2 separate regions of the Mus musculus genome follow, and region 1 is linked to region 2. The links are chromatin contacts, called in public capture Hi-C maps. All regions are on one chromosome and are shown on one strand. Each heading gives the region's core, a stretch centred on a gene start, on an enhancer-like site or on the middle of the called end of the contact. The rest is flanking DNA. Distances are from core to core; before and after follow the strand shown. Region 1 overlaps Sulf1 (sulfatase 1). Region 2 overlaps Prex2 (phosphatidylinositol-3,4,5-trisphosphate-dependent Rac exchange factor 2).

Region 1 (7,315 bases), core at 3,867-6,366, 1.5 Mb after region 2:
ACCCAAGACTGCCAGCCCAGAGATGGTCTCACCCACAAGGGGACCTCCCCCCTTGATCACTAATTTAGAAAATGCCTTACAGCTGGATCTCATGGAGGCATTCCCCCAACTGAAGCTCCTTTCTCTGTGATAACTCCAGCCTGTGTCAAGTTGACACAAAATTAGCCAGTACAATAGGTGTGTAGGTTCATTTCTGGGTCTTCAATTATATTCCATTGATCTACCTGTCTGTCGCTGTACCAGTACCATGTAGTTTTTTATCACAATTGCTCTGTCATACAGCTTGAGGTCAGGCATGGTGATTCCCCCAGAGGTTCTTTAATTGTTGAGAATAGCTTTTGCTATCCTAGGTTTTTTGTTATTCCAGATGAATTTGCAAGTTGCCTTTTCTCACCTGTGATCCCAAGGTGATCCCGAGGTCCTGCGTTGAGGAGAGCACTTTGGAGCCCTCAGTGGCCTCCGCTGGGCTCAGAGGAAGATGGCGGGGCTATCCCTCTTTTATACTGGTCTGTGAGCAAGATGAACAGAGATTAGGAATACAGATTTCCACCTGGTTTGGAGCCTTTGCTGTTTTCTAATTGTGACTTCATTTCTGTATTATGAGTCAGTTGGGAAAGTCTTCCAAAAACACACTTGCTGAAAGTCTCAGTCATATCCTCAGTGGGGTGCTTAGAAATGGGAAGTGGTTGGATCATGAGGAATCTGTCCTAATCAATGGACTAGCCTGTTAATGGAATCATAATCTGATGACAACATTGGAAAGAGGGACTTGGTTTGAGGAACTAGGTCACTAGGGGTATATGCCCTTGAAGGAACCAGGTCACTAGGGGTATGCCCTTGAAGGGCAGATATCATCCCTGGCCCCTTTCTTTCTCTCTTTCTATCCTCTCTTCCTTGGTCTCTTCTTTTGATGTGCTCCCTGATGGCCTTCAGTGAGAGGCTTTCCTTCATCACCATGTTCCTGTCTTATCAGGGCCTAAAAGCAATGGGACCAAGTGACCATGAGCTAACGAACTCACTGACACATTTACAGCAGAAAATACCCTTCCTTCCTTAAGTTACTTGTCCCTGTGACAAGACACTGACTATACAGAAGAGTAACGAAAGGTGAAGAAGGTGGAGAGAGAGAGAGAGAGAGAGAGAGGGAGAGACGGGGCTTTAAAGGGAGAAACTCAGTGAGTCAGTGAGACTAGGCATGGGACGGCCTTGGGCCTCTTCTTAAGTTAATTATGAAATCTGAGAAGAGAAACAAAAAGAACAAAAAAGATCCTCCCGCCAGTTGGTGGTGCACTCCTTTAATACCAGCACTAGGGAGGCGGGCTGATCTCTAAGTTCAAGGCCAGCCTGGTCTACAGAGAGAGTTCTAGGACAGCCAGTGCTACATAGAGAAACCCTGTCTCGAGAAACAAAACAAACACAAAGAACCTCTACTTCTGCTATGGGCTCACCCTGTCAACTTCTGTTTCTTCATTCCTCCTGTTGGTCGGCTCCGTCATCCCTGACTGAGGTTCTGGTAGGAGAGAAGGGTTCAAGGTTGCTAAATATTGTAGGAGTATGCATAGGACATATATATATGTATATATATATATAACATATATATATATAACAGTAATTATCCAAAATCTTTGTGTTGTTTAGATTTTAGAATAGTTACATACCTAATGTGATCTTAGAGATGAGACTCATCTAAACACAAAATGCATATATATATCATGTGAACACTGAACACAGCCTAATGGTAATCTCATACAGTGTCTTCCATAACTCTATCCAGGAGATGATTGGTTGTATTTCTGTTTGTTGTGCAGTGTAGGTACTAAAAGTGGAAAATTCTGAATTTTAAATTTATCAAAATCCTATGGTGTGTAAGTTTTGCTTATGGCATTCACTACACTGCCCTCGCCATGTTTGTGACTATTTGAGCCTTTGAAGTACTTTTCCAATAATTCTTCCTTCAAATGTTTATCCATTCCCACCACTTTCTCCCAGATTGCCCCTACATGTGTGTTACCATCATTGATGCTAAAATCACCAGCCACCCCAGTTACTGAGACAGAATTCACATTCAGCTTCACTGTTGTGGTTTTTCCAGTTAGTATGTCTATTTAGTTGGTTTTTAATTCTGTTGTTTTTTTTTACCATTTGCCATTACTTCCTTATTCCTTATTATTTTTTCTTAAAATGTGTTGCTATTAGAAACAGGGCCTCACTACATATCCCTGGCTGGCCTGGAACTCATTGCCCTCGAACTCACATCTAATTGCCTGTCTGTGCCTCCCTAATGCTAGGATTAAAGGCCATGACTAGCTAGCTTCCTTAAAATTTGTGAACAGGGGCTGGAGAGATGACTCAGCAATTAAGAGTCTGTCTCTTCTAGAGGTCCTGAGTTCAGTTCCCAGCAACCACATAGTGACTCACATCCATCTATAATGGGATCTGATGCCCTCTTTGGCATGCAGGTGTACATGCAGATAGAGTACTCATGCATATTAAATAAATAATAAATAAATAAATAAATAAATAAATCTTTTTAAAAATTCTGAACAGATATGCAATTTCTAAGTGTAAGCCTTCATAGGCTAATTATATCTTTTCTATTTATTTCCCCTCAACGCTAGAGCTTTCTAGCCAGCAAGCACCCTTCCCCTGAATTAAGTCCTAAATCTTTTTTTTCCTTTTCTTTCATTCTGTCTTCTTTTCCTTGGGTGCTAGGAATTGAAGACAGGGCTTCACACATGTTCATACTACTTCACCACTGTGCTTCGTTTTTAGCTTTTACAGCCCTTTTAAATCTCGGTTCTAGACAAGGCCTCACTATGGCTCAGGCTAGACTTGGGCTTGGGAAACTCCAGCTTCCAAAACCTGAGTAGCTGGGGTTATAGGCCAACAGACACAGCATCTTTCATTCCCACATCTCTGCTGAGTCCACCAAGTAACCTTCAGCCAGACCCATCATTTTCTGTCCATCCCCACTGGGCACTGAGATCCTCACAGGTACTGATGGGCTCTCACTGAGATCTGCATTGCCAGTGGGGGCTGAGGCTTCAGCACATGGAAAGATTCAATGAAGAAATGAATAACTGTTGTTAAAGATATCTGTATTGGTTAAAGTGTGAACATTTAGAGGAGACTGATAAATGCCTATGTGTTTTTGTAACATTTGCCGGTTTTCAGCAATGGAGAAATCAACTGAGAAACCAGATCCACATAAGCTAGATCTCAGGGCTGCAGCTGAACTAGTTCTGTGCTGAGCTTAGTCCCCTGCACAACTTTAGGATTGTACCCAAAAGGAAGAAGGCAACATGCTTCCTTCCAGAGTCTATAGGATAACGATGATAAGAAGCTGGGAACGGAATGACTTCCTTCAAGGGTTTCTGTATGAACAGCAGGATTAGAACGTCGAGAACCTTTACAAGTACTCTGGTGGCTTTTAAATTTAAACTTGATTGTCTTTTGGACTGCCTGTCTTGCACCTTCCTATGTCAAAAAGTTAACTCAAAAGGAAAGATAGTTAAATTGCCATGAATGACAGGAAATGTTCTCCGTTTTCATTTTCAGAGTTTTTTCCTAAAATCTTTTCTTTAAGGATTCATTTGATTTTATTTTGTATGTATGAGTGTTTGCCTGCATGTATGCATATGTACCACATGTATGTCTTGTGTCCCTGAAGGCCAGAATAGGGCATCAGATGTCCTGGAACTAAGGGGTGCAGAGAACTGAACCCAGGTCCTCTGGAAGAGCAGCCAATGGTCTTAACCCCTGCCTGAGGCATCACTCCAGCCCCTCTAACATCTTAATTCAATATCTTGAAAAGGGATATAATGTGAAATAATATTCATAAATGAAAAATGTAAGACTTATAGAAGTCTCTTAAAAATTGTCGATGTTAAAAATCTCTACATAAATGTGTACTATAAATGTAGGCTCATTCATTTTAGAAATATTCCTCTTGCACATGAGAGCAACAGTAAAAAAAAAAAAAAAATCTCTACATTGGCTACACATTTTACCTAGCATAGCTTCAGTCCAGTCCTAAAGGGTTCCTAAAATTCAGAAGTATTCCAACTGTATAACACAGAAACACACACCGGCTACTTTGTAGTTTAAATCTGGTTCTCATGGTATTGTTACTATCAATATTATACAGTCTTTTTTAATATTTAATCTTCCTTTACATCTACAACAGTAGTTCTCAACCTTCCTAATGCTGTGACCCTTTAATATAGTTCCTCATGCTGCAGTAATACCCCCAACTTATAATTATTTTGTTGCTACTTCATAACTGTAATGTTGCAACTATTATGAATCATAATGTAAAAATCTGATCTGCAATTCCAGGGGTCCACAGGTTGTAGACCATTAATCTATGGGATTCTTAAAATCAACTGTCCCTTTTCCTTCTGTATTTCTAATCTCTTTAAGTTAATAGCAGTAAGGAAGTTAGGTAAATTAGGTAAGGAAGTCTGCCCTGACTGTGATGTCCAGTCTCTTGGTTTGTTCTTCAGGTTGGCTTTGGCTAGTCACCCTTTACCTCAGATCTTTGATTACAGAACCCATCATGTGGAAATGATACCTTGACCTCAGCATGCAGGTTGAGGACCCCAGCAATTTTAACAGTAGAACAAAAACCTAGTGCGTTATTGTGGCAATGTAGTGACTATTCTGTTAAAAGAGCAGAGATTTTAAGTTGGTTGTTGAAAACTGTTGAAAACTATGGGTTTAGTTTCACTTTGTTTTTTGATTGTTTTTTTTTTTTTTCCCAAACATTCTCCCCTTGGTTTACATTGCCCAGTTAAGAATTTAAAAGGACGCCTTTGCTAAAGCCTCAGGTTCCACCTGGTTTGGGGGTGAAAGCACAGGAAGCCACTGCATTTTGCATAGTTTCCATTTGAAAAGGTCTACCAGCCCGGGTTCTCTTTCAGGGTGGGCCAGGCTTCCGGGAACCTTGGCCAAGCCTTTAGATAAACCTGCTGGAGGTTGGGATTTTGTATCAGATCCTCAAATGCCACTCAGCTAGTTCCACCTTTGAAAAGCTGCCATTGTAATGTCCCCAGAGTGTGCATAGCCATTCCTAAAGGGTGAGGTGGACTGACACCTCGTAGTGTAATGTGGGGGAGAATTTTTCAGCCACTTGGCATTTGTTCACTCTAATTGGGAAACCAGACAGGCTGGGTTATAGAGGCTCTGGTGTCAGGCAAAGTATTTGAGGAAGGAATTTCTTTTGATGTCTCAACAAAAGGATTTTCAAGTAAATAGCTTGGAGACCTATTTAATTCTTTTTCTTTTTTGCTTTGTTTCTTCCTTTACTTAAACATTCATCAATGCAACCAATATTCACCAAGCATTCCTACAGGCCAGGTGTGTTTTAAATGCCTGTCATTGTGACAACACCTGAGCAGATCAACTCAGGAAAACACTTTGTTTGCACTGTGTCAGGAGAGGACAAAAGACCGAAGTGTGTGGCAGAGAAGACTGCTCACTTCATGGATGAGACAGGGATGTCGATATTCCCTTCGAAGGCAGGCCCCAAATGCTCTGTCTTCCATTAGACTTCCTGCCTAAAGGTTTCACTACTTCCTGGGTACACCAGAGTTGATCAACAAAACCTTCAGAGAAAAACCTTTGGGGCACATCTAAGAATCAAACTATGAAACCAATCAGGATGCCATGTGCCCATAATTTCAGCCTTCAAGAGGCCAGTGCAGAAGGCTCACAAATTCAAATGTGAGCCTGAGCTACATAATAAGACACACTATAAAATACAAAACAAACAAATAAAAAACAAAAAATAATCAAACTATAGAATATGCCAAGCCTCATTCTAAGAATTTGAAATGTATCAGCGAGTAAAATATTTAGAGACCTGGAACTCTGTGTATATCATGTTCTAGTAAGAGGAGGAAGATAATCTACTCATTTCTACCAAGTCTATATAGTCTATTAGAACAGAGAGCAAAATGAGCAATCAGGTACATTGCAATGCTAAAAAGGAAGGTTTGCTGAGAAAAGGTTTAAATTTGAAGGACATAGAGAAGTCGAAGCTGGGAATCTTATAGAACACCAGGAAATGGAGGGATGGCTCAGTGGTTAAGGATACCCACAAGTTCAGTTCCCAGCACCCCTGTTGGCACTGACAACTACTTATGACTTTAGCCCCAGGGTATCTGTGTTCACATGCATATGTGTCCCCAATACATATGCATAATTAAGAATAATAAAAATAATCTTTAAGAAAGAAAGCATTCCATCGAGGAAAAAACTAACATAAAAAGACCACTATAAACCAAAAAAATAAAAAAGTAAAAAAAAAAAAAAAGCCGGGCGTGGTGGCGCACGCCTTTAATCCCAGCACTCGGGAGGCAGAGGCAGGCGGATTTCTGAGTTCGAGGCCAGCCTGGTCTACAAAGTGAGTTCCAGGACGGCCAGGGCTACACAGAGAAACCCTGTCTCGAAAAACCAAAAAAATAAAAAAGTAAAAAAAAAGACCACTATAAGTAGTCTGATGCAATATGAGAACCACAGAGAGACTGTGCACAGTAGTGTCACAGTAGTGTCCGGAAATGGTATCAGAGTCACCGCAGGCCAATACATGACCCATAGGCCATGGGAAGATTAAGGCGATTTCTCTGGATGAAAGGGAAACCGTTATTGAAGTTCACATAAAGGAATAGTGCTTTCTGACTTATGTTTCCAAAGGTTCTCTTTGCTGTGCTAGAAGCAGATGATAGATGAACAACAGCAGCAAGAAGAGACTTACTACGAGGCTATTAAAATAGAGGAGAGAACTTCACACTTATAGTAAGAGAAGCTTCAGAAATAGACACCAGCTATTTATAAAGGAAGAACCAACAGTATTACCTAATCAGTTGGATAGCAAATGTGAGAAGCATTTTTAAGAGAGGAGGAGGGAAGAGGGATGGAAAGCGGGATGGAGGGACTCACCTCCGGAGTTCAGTGGTTTCAGTAATTGAGTTGGGGATGTCTATTAGTCCTCCGATCGGAAATATCTTTTGGCATTTAGATCTACAATCATTGGAAATCATTAGCATGGTGTCCACAGTGATGGGTTTATAGACAGATGGAGCTGGGTGTGGGGAAGAAACAAGCCTGCTGTCTCAGTGCTGAGGAGGCTGAGGCAGGAAACCATGAGCTCAAAGATAGCCTGGGCTCAAAACACTGTAAGCATGGCACAGTGTAGAGGGAAGCCGATAGAAGCGCAAGGTGAAATGAAGCAAAGACAAAGTATGGCAGCTCTCACAATGATTTTTTTGTCAGTAAACAGGGGAAGTGGGACAAGAGAGTTAGTATTTTTAAG
Region 2 (7,167 bases), core at 4,496-6,995:
GGCGCACTGTGAAGAACAAATGCAGTGACTCAAAATCAATGTAGCTTTTCTAGCTGTCAAGCCCCATAAGTCAGGCATCCAAAATCAGCCACCATGGAGAGGAACTGATGACCCTCACTAACCATCTGGGAAGGATACAGAGTCAGGATCTCCACAGGAAGTAAAATTACATTTTTAGGGGATTGTGCCTCAGATGCTCAATTAACATGTTATATGCTGATTTTCTATGCCCTTTGATAGAATCACAATTAGCAAGGATAGAAAATGTCAGATAGATTTCTGGCTATTGTTAAAAAGGAGGTAACACTAATTAAAAAAAGACAAAGAGATGGCTCCAAGCAATATATTTGAGCTGGGTTAAATTTCTCTGAAAGAGAAAAGATTAAGATAATCCAGGAGAGGGCCTGGTAAGAAAAGAGTAACCAGCTGCCCCCTGTAGGAGCTGAGACCAGCTGGGCTGTAGTTACATAAGCTTGCTGTTATTTACTGGTGCATGCACACATTGCTTAGACCCTTATGATCCAAACACAACAAAAGCCATGGAGAATCTGTAGAAACACACTAACCAAGGCCTATTCAATGATTTAGATGAACCTAGTCAAAAGAAATCATCTATGTTGCCATGCTAAAGAGCCATAGCTAGTTGTGTCCATTCATAGTCATGGCATCAGGAAACCTATGGGTAATAAGAACAGAATTGAGCGGGAAATGAAAGAACCCAGTGAGGACCAGTCAGTAGTACTGAAGAGCAGCAGATGCCCAGGGTTCATAGCCAGTATATCCAGTCAAACTCCCAAAGCAAAGTAGAGATGAAATGCATGGGAGAGAGAATCCAAGCCTGGGAGTGTATAATGTGGAGAAGCAGATTCATACATGCACAGTATTGAGAGTACCTGGTAGCAGGTTCGTGTTCCTGCAGATTCTTGCACAACCAATACTTCCTCAGAGAGCCTTAGTATTCAGTTACCCGATGCCAAGTGACAGTGAACACCTTGATGTTGACTTTCCCAGTGAGCAGGGCTGGTTAGAAATACACTTGTGTGTGCTGAAATAGAAGGAGTCAAGATTAGTGCGTGTGTTTGTCAATGGGTGGATTTTAAACTTAAGTTTAAAGAGATATATGGAGGCTGGGCAGTGGAGGACCATGCCCTTAATCCCAGCACTTGGAAGACAGAGACAGGCAGATCTCTGAGTTCAAGGCCTGCCTGCCCTGGTCTATAGAGTGAGTTCCAGGACAGAGAGACCCTGTCACAAACAAACAGACAAAAACAATGCAAAACCAAATAGAATTTCAAGAGTCTGTGTTAGAAGTTGTAATAGAAGGTATCATTATCTTTAATGTGTATTTCACATTCAGTTTCCTGTGTAATGCTGGAAACATGCCCCTTTAAACACCATTGCATTTTGGCCTTGAGATAGGTAGAGAGGGAGTGGAGTTGTCAATTTATCTCTGCTGTCAGGATCCTGCCCTAGCTGTTGCTCATCACTCCTGCACTCTGCCTCCTTGGTTTTCACAATGCCCTGCTCTGCCTGTCCTGTCTTTGCTGATCCATTAACCTTCCAGCCCTCTAAGGATGCAATCTAGACATCATAGCAGATTTCACCAAGCATGTCTGTTTGACGAGGGTCAAGTGACGACGCTGAAAACCCCAGTAGCTGCCCAGAGGTTGCCTCAGGAAAAAAACAAAACAAAACAAAAAACAAAAACAAAAAAAAATGCCCCAATTTGACTTAGTTTGGGAATTTCTTTTAACACACAAAAAAGTATTTGTGTACTTCATTAAGAAAGGGGATTCCATTACATAAGTACTGTCATTTTGAAATTCTCATTAATGTGTAGTAATTTTATCAAGCATTTCATTTGTCACAGGAGCATTGCTAACGGAGCATAGAGTGAGACATATTCATAGGTCAGCATCTGGCCTCTCCATATTAATTTCGCAGAGGCTCTTGCTTAGAGCACGACTGCAGTCACTTGGGGATTGATCGGTGGTTAACACGCTGCTTTTGCCCCCCAGTGTACAATTTTCCTCCTTGTAAGGTAATAAAAGCAAAGAGGAAAAATAGAGCCATGCAACAAGAACAAATTGGCTTCTTCAATAGGGTGCTTTGCTCCACTCATCAGGGGACTTTGAACAGTGGTGCTCTGTGCATCATGATTAAACATAATTAGAGTACATGTTATCATTGAGGGAATGGAGCACGCTTTGCACAGAGCAGGGCATTTTCTACAGCAGAATACAATTTCCTGTTAGAAAGGGACACACTATGCATCAGTGTATCCTCACTACTTGATTGCTTTACAATTGATACACCTGAGTGTGCTTCATAACTGGTACCCTTCTAATCCTGAACACATTTTAGTAGGACAAGGTCTACATCACTTGAAAAGCAATCTGAGCCTCCTGGATAGATCTGTATCAAAACAATACATATAAAATACAAATGCAGGAGCCCAAGATTGTGGTTGTTGAGTGATGGATGGATGTTGGAAACTCTAAAGGCATTAACTATGTGATATGAATTTCATGCAATGAAAAGAGTGTTGGGTTTTGAATCAGAAAATTGTTGGATCCTGTTACTTACTTGCTATTAAAGGAAGTAAATGGTTGCATAACTTGGTCTCTTACAGTCTCATGGATGAGGTGTGAATGGTGAGTTCTTTGTTACAGTGTGAGTTTGAAGAGTAAATGAGCATTGTACATGTACACCATTGGCAGAGGACTTCGCCAGTGCAGGTACTTAGGTTGTGGTTTTGATAGTAAATCTATCCAGCCTCATTGCAGAGTTAGAAATGTGAAGCACATCTGAATAGTTTTTTCTTCCATTTTTATGATACCTTGGACAGACCCCAGGTCCTCATTCATGCTAGGCAAGCATTCAACCCTGGGCTATAACCCCCAACCCATAAAATACAGCTGTTCAAAATTACCTACTGAATAGAGGAAACTGCAGGAATCACAATAAGGATTCATCATAGGCAAGAAAGGGAGGGGTATCCCAAGAACGCAAAATGCAAGACCTAGTTAGTGCTTATTTTGAGAACCCTCCCATGCAACCTCATGGAAAGTCACTTAATACAACAAAATTCAATAGAGGAAGTTTTCATTCCTAGAAAGAAAAAAACATTAGGATAGAGATCCAAGTTTAGAACATGAAAGGAGGCAAGTGTTAACTTTTGTCCTTTTGTTGATAATATAAAAGTCCATTTGTAGAACTTTACTGTGGGGGTTCTGAACTCCACCAAGTAGGGATACTTGAGAGGCCTTGCCTTCCCTGCACTTAGTCTTAACAAGGGAGCCACTCTGGGAAGCTGGGCTGCAGCAGTTTACTATTGGGAAGGAGAAGAATAGCCAGAGGGTTAGGCTTTTAAGTGAAGTGACTCAAAGCAGAATAAAAAGAGGTGACAGCTTTGTGTAGTAGCTCTATTGTAGCCAATGAGGTTTATTCAAGGCAAGCTTTTCTCAACGGTATTAATGTAAGACTAATTAATCAATACACTGTAATATTTATGTCCCAAGTAGGAACAAAATTCACCTAGAAATATTAACTGGCAGATATTGAGCAGGAAATGCAACCAAGTCTTATGTATTTGCTATAAGGAACCAATTCTTGCTTTTGCCAATATGTATTATCCTTTCAATGCATTTACAACATTTCTGAGTAGATTTAGTGACTGCGTCCTATTTACAAATAGATGCCAGTTACAGATTATAAAGAAATTAATCTTGTCTTTTAGAAGCGCTTGAATACCATTGGTACTTATTAGGGGTTTGCATGATTTTTCAAAAGGTGTGTATTGAATACCTACTAAGTACCAGGAATCAGAATACACTCTAGAAAGCCTACAGTTGACAGGGATACAAGTCTTGAAAGACCCCCGTTTTGGGGAGACTCTTGCTCAAATCCTGGGATGAGCTGATGCCCCAATAACTTGAGAGAAACCGTTCTTGATGCAATATCGCATGAGGTTTAATCAGGAATCAGCATGTTGAGGCCGAGTTTGTAACCCGCACAGGGACAGAGGAGATCGACCCCCAGCAGTTGCAGTCCAGGGTTTTTAAAGAATAAACCATAAAGTGAGGGAAGGATAAGATAAACATCGTAAAAATGGGGATGGTGAATTATAGCTCATCTCTCAAGGAAAGTGAGGGGAAGATTAGATCACAAAGACTGGGGAAGTTGAGTAAACCTTCTTGGTCCCTTACACAATGGGTCAGGCTCCTGGGTGGGTCACCCAGCTGTCACCATCTCTTTCAGGATAAAGGCCAAAGAACAAAGAACTCCATGCTGGGCTTCGTTTCTAGGGGTCTAAGAAACACATTGTGTTGGGGTCTTACAGTCTAGCCTATTGGTGATGGTACAGTAGTCATTTTAATAAAATTGGATAGTTGTTAAGACTATACTATGTACTGCATGTAATAAATAATATGGTTTGTTTTTATGTAATCCTGAAAATAAAAAAGGCACTATGAGATATGCACTATCATTTAACTAGATTTATAAGGGAAAGGCATTTAAGGAGATTAACTTGTTCAAGGTCACTGAACTACTATTTCACATTAATGAAATTTGATTATTGTTGACACTATACTGTGTGCTATATGCTCTATGGTAAATAATAAGATGGGTTATATTTATATAATTCTGAAAAAAAATCACTCTGAGATTTGCCCTATCATTTAGGGAAGGTATTTAAAGAGACTAAATAGCTTGTTCAAGGTCACAGAACTATCTGCAAAGCCAGAATGTTATTCAGACCCATCTCTCCAACATCTGTTTTCTTAAATGTATACCCTCCTGCTGAGTAGGATATAGGATGGGACTTAAACCAGTGCCCACTGACAGAATATGAAAAGCATTTTGTGCAAAGTAGGGGCTGGTTACTGCAGAGGATGTAAGCTGTGGGGTTGAAGCTTGTGGTAGTTAGCCGAAACCACGACTACATTGTGAAGACCTTATACTTCATCCAGAAGACCTAAGCCATTCACATAATTGCATTTTCATTTGCATTTTAAGAGGACAAACATCTTAGTGGAGGAAACCAGGACGAGGCCACACATAAGGGTCAGGGTGAGGTTGTATCAGTATACACAATAGATAGCATTAGTGATATAGTAGAGAGCGGAGATTTAAGAGGTAGTTAAAAATAGAAAATGAATAAGATTGGAATGTTCTTTGGTGACATAGTAATTCATTGCACACATGCATTGATTTCCTGGGAATGGATAAGTTAAACTTGATGCTGTGGGATTGATGATCATACACCACCTTTAATGGAATGTGGAGAGACCATCAGAAATCACTCCAGAATGGACTTATGAAAATGGCAATGGTTGGACCACGTTTTTAAAATCCTTCTAACCTGTGTCCTTAATAAATTAAATTTTATTTAATAAATTAATTTTTTTCTCAGGTCAATGAACCTCTAACATAGCTGGTTCATTAGATTTCTTTTTATTATAGTCCAAAGAAAAGGAGCTGTAAGACCCAAAGAGCCTTAAGTCCAGGAAGTCCCACTCACAGAAGCACAGAGCTGGAGATTGATGCAATAAGCAAGAGGTTTATTGATCCAGCGCACTGGGGTCGTCCTGCAAAGGGGCAGAAGCGACCCTAAACACACAAAACACACGCCTTTTATTCAGCTTTTGTGGGCGGATTTTGGTAACAGCTTGAGCTGGTTTAAGCCCATTGTTAGCCCTAGCTGACCTTTTCATTCCCCCCTTTAGAAATGGTAATTAGCCGCTCCCTTCTGAAGAGGCTAGCCCCTGAGCTGCATTGATAGCCCCAGGTGAGGTGAGGTCTTAGTCACCAGAAATGGGAACTGAAATGTAAGTGGTCATTATCTGCACCTGCCTTGTGCTTGGGGCTTTCTTGTAAAGCTTGTTTTGTTGGGTCATTCCAGGAAGGGAGAATTCCTCACAACCTTCTAGTGGATGACCCTCAGCGAACTATTCTAGCAAGGTCTTTCAGCAGTCCTCTTACATTTTCTATGGTCACACATTCCCACAGAGCCACCAAAATAGTCCAAGAAAAAGGAGAAAACTGAGAATAAGCACTTACACACATTTCTATACAGGTAGAACTGTCTCTTTAACTCAAATATTGTTAAATGAATGGGTCAGAACAGACGATGCTCAGGAGTATGTGGAACCAGGTGATCAGTGGTGTCTCACACCGATTAAGAGAACATGTGATGAGTCACCAGAATGGCTCATGTTCTTATACATTGCCTCCCATCATTATTCAGGGGGCTAAAATAGGTATTGGGTACTTTCCTACAATTCGAATAACCAGATAACTACAACCTATGAAAGCAGCACCAAGAAGCACAGCACCAAGAAGCAAAGACAATTAGCTCCCTAAGAATGCTTTCCCAGTAGTCACTTGAACAAAGAGAATCGGCTTTTAATTTAAGGAGAAATAACCAAGGTTCCCACTGAATGTGGGAAATAACCATTTTCTAAGATCTAGATCTGTAAAGTTCTAAATATACATCAAAAGCTACATAAGATATATTTCATATTTTCCCAGGTGTCCTCAAATTCTGCAGGATGCTGTGCCCTTGGAGAATTTTCTTTTCTTTGTCCCCAAGCCTGAGGACAGCATCAGAGCTCAAATATTTAAAAAACAAACAAACAAAAACATTGCTCAGGTTATATTTGAGTCATCAATATACACCCATAACTCAGGGATGGTAGTGGATATTTTAGGCATACTTTTGAGTTCTTCATATGTATTGTGACACAGAAAAAGGTTTTAAACTAGTGATCAATGTCACTTATGATATTTCAAATGTGTGAAAATAAATACTGAGAACCCCTTGTAAGAGTTATATTTTCTATATCCGATTAAAGTATTTTTAGATGAATATACACATGATACTACTTCATGACTTTCTGTGGCTCCAAATGTTGTTTATCATAAGTCTGGCCTTCCATGTGCTAAATTTGTTGTATTGAGTTATAGCCAGGACTTGAATCACAGACACACACACACACACACATGCACGGGTGTGTGTGTGTGTGTGTGTGTGGCTATTTTAATACTGGCTCTGAGAGACAGTACAAAATTATTAATTACTGACCAAAACACCAGTACTTCTGTCCCTGTGTCCACTGAGAGCAAAGGAATCCAGTACAGTACCCAACAGCCACACTAGGTCCC

What was found. Capture Hi-C pulls out chosen DNA fragments and counts their contacts.
Region 1: a contact with region 2 is called in a capture Hi-C map of embryonic stem cells, with 6 times the contacts expected there. The contact joins two enhancer-like sites. A contact is called at or near these places in 4 of 115 datasets of contacts at active chromatin or transcription factors (embryonic stem cells and stem cell-derived epiblast-like cells) and 1 of 9 other capture datasets (embryonic stem cells).

What each region holds. Positions count from the first base shown.
Region 1 is chr1:12,739,790-12,747,104 of GRCm38.p6, forward strand. The region is part of intron 2 of Sulf1 (sulfatase 1); the gene reads left to right. Among named protein-coding and RNA genes, the nearest start is that of Sulf1, 51 kb to the left of the region's middle. Within about 2 kb of position 5,117, at least 39 of the 459 cell types and tissues checked have an H3K27ac peak or open chromatin away from gene starts, as enhancers often do. A contact at or near this core is called in embryonic stem cells and stem cell-derived epiblast-like cells, where this site is marked.
Region 2 is chr1:11,272,281-11,279,447 of GRCm38.p6, forward strand. The region is part of intron 37 of Prex2 (phosphatidylinositol-3,4,5-trisphosphate-dependent Rac exchange factor 2); the gene reads left to right. Among named protein-coding and RNA genes, the nearest start is that of A830018L16Rik, 140 kb to the right of the region's middle. Within about 2 kb of position 5,746, at least 18 of the 459 cell types and tissues checked have an H3K27ac peak or open chromatin away from gene starts, as enhancers often do. A contact at or near this core is called in embryonic stem cells and stem cell-derived epiblast-like cells, where this site is marked.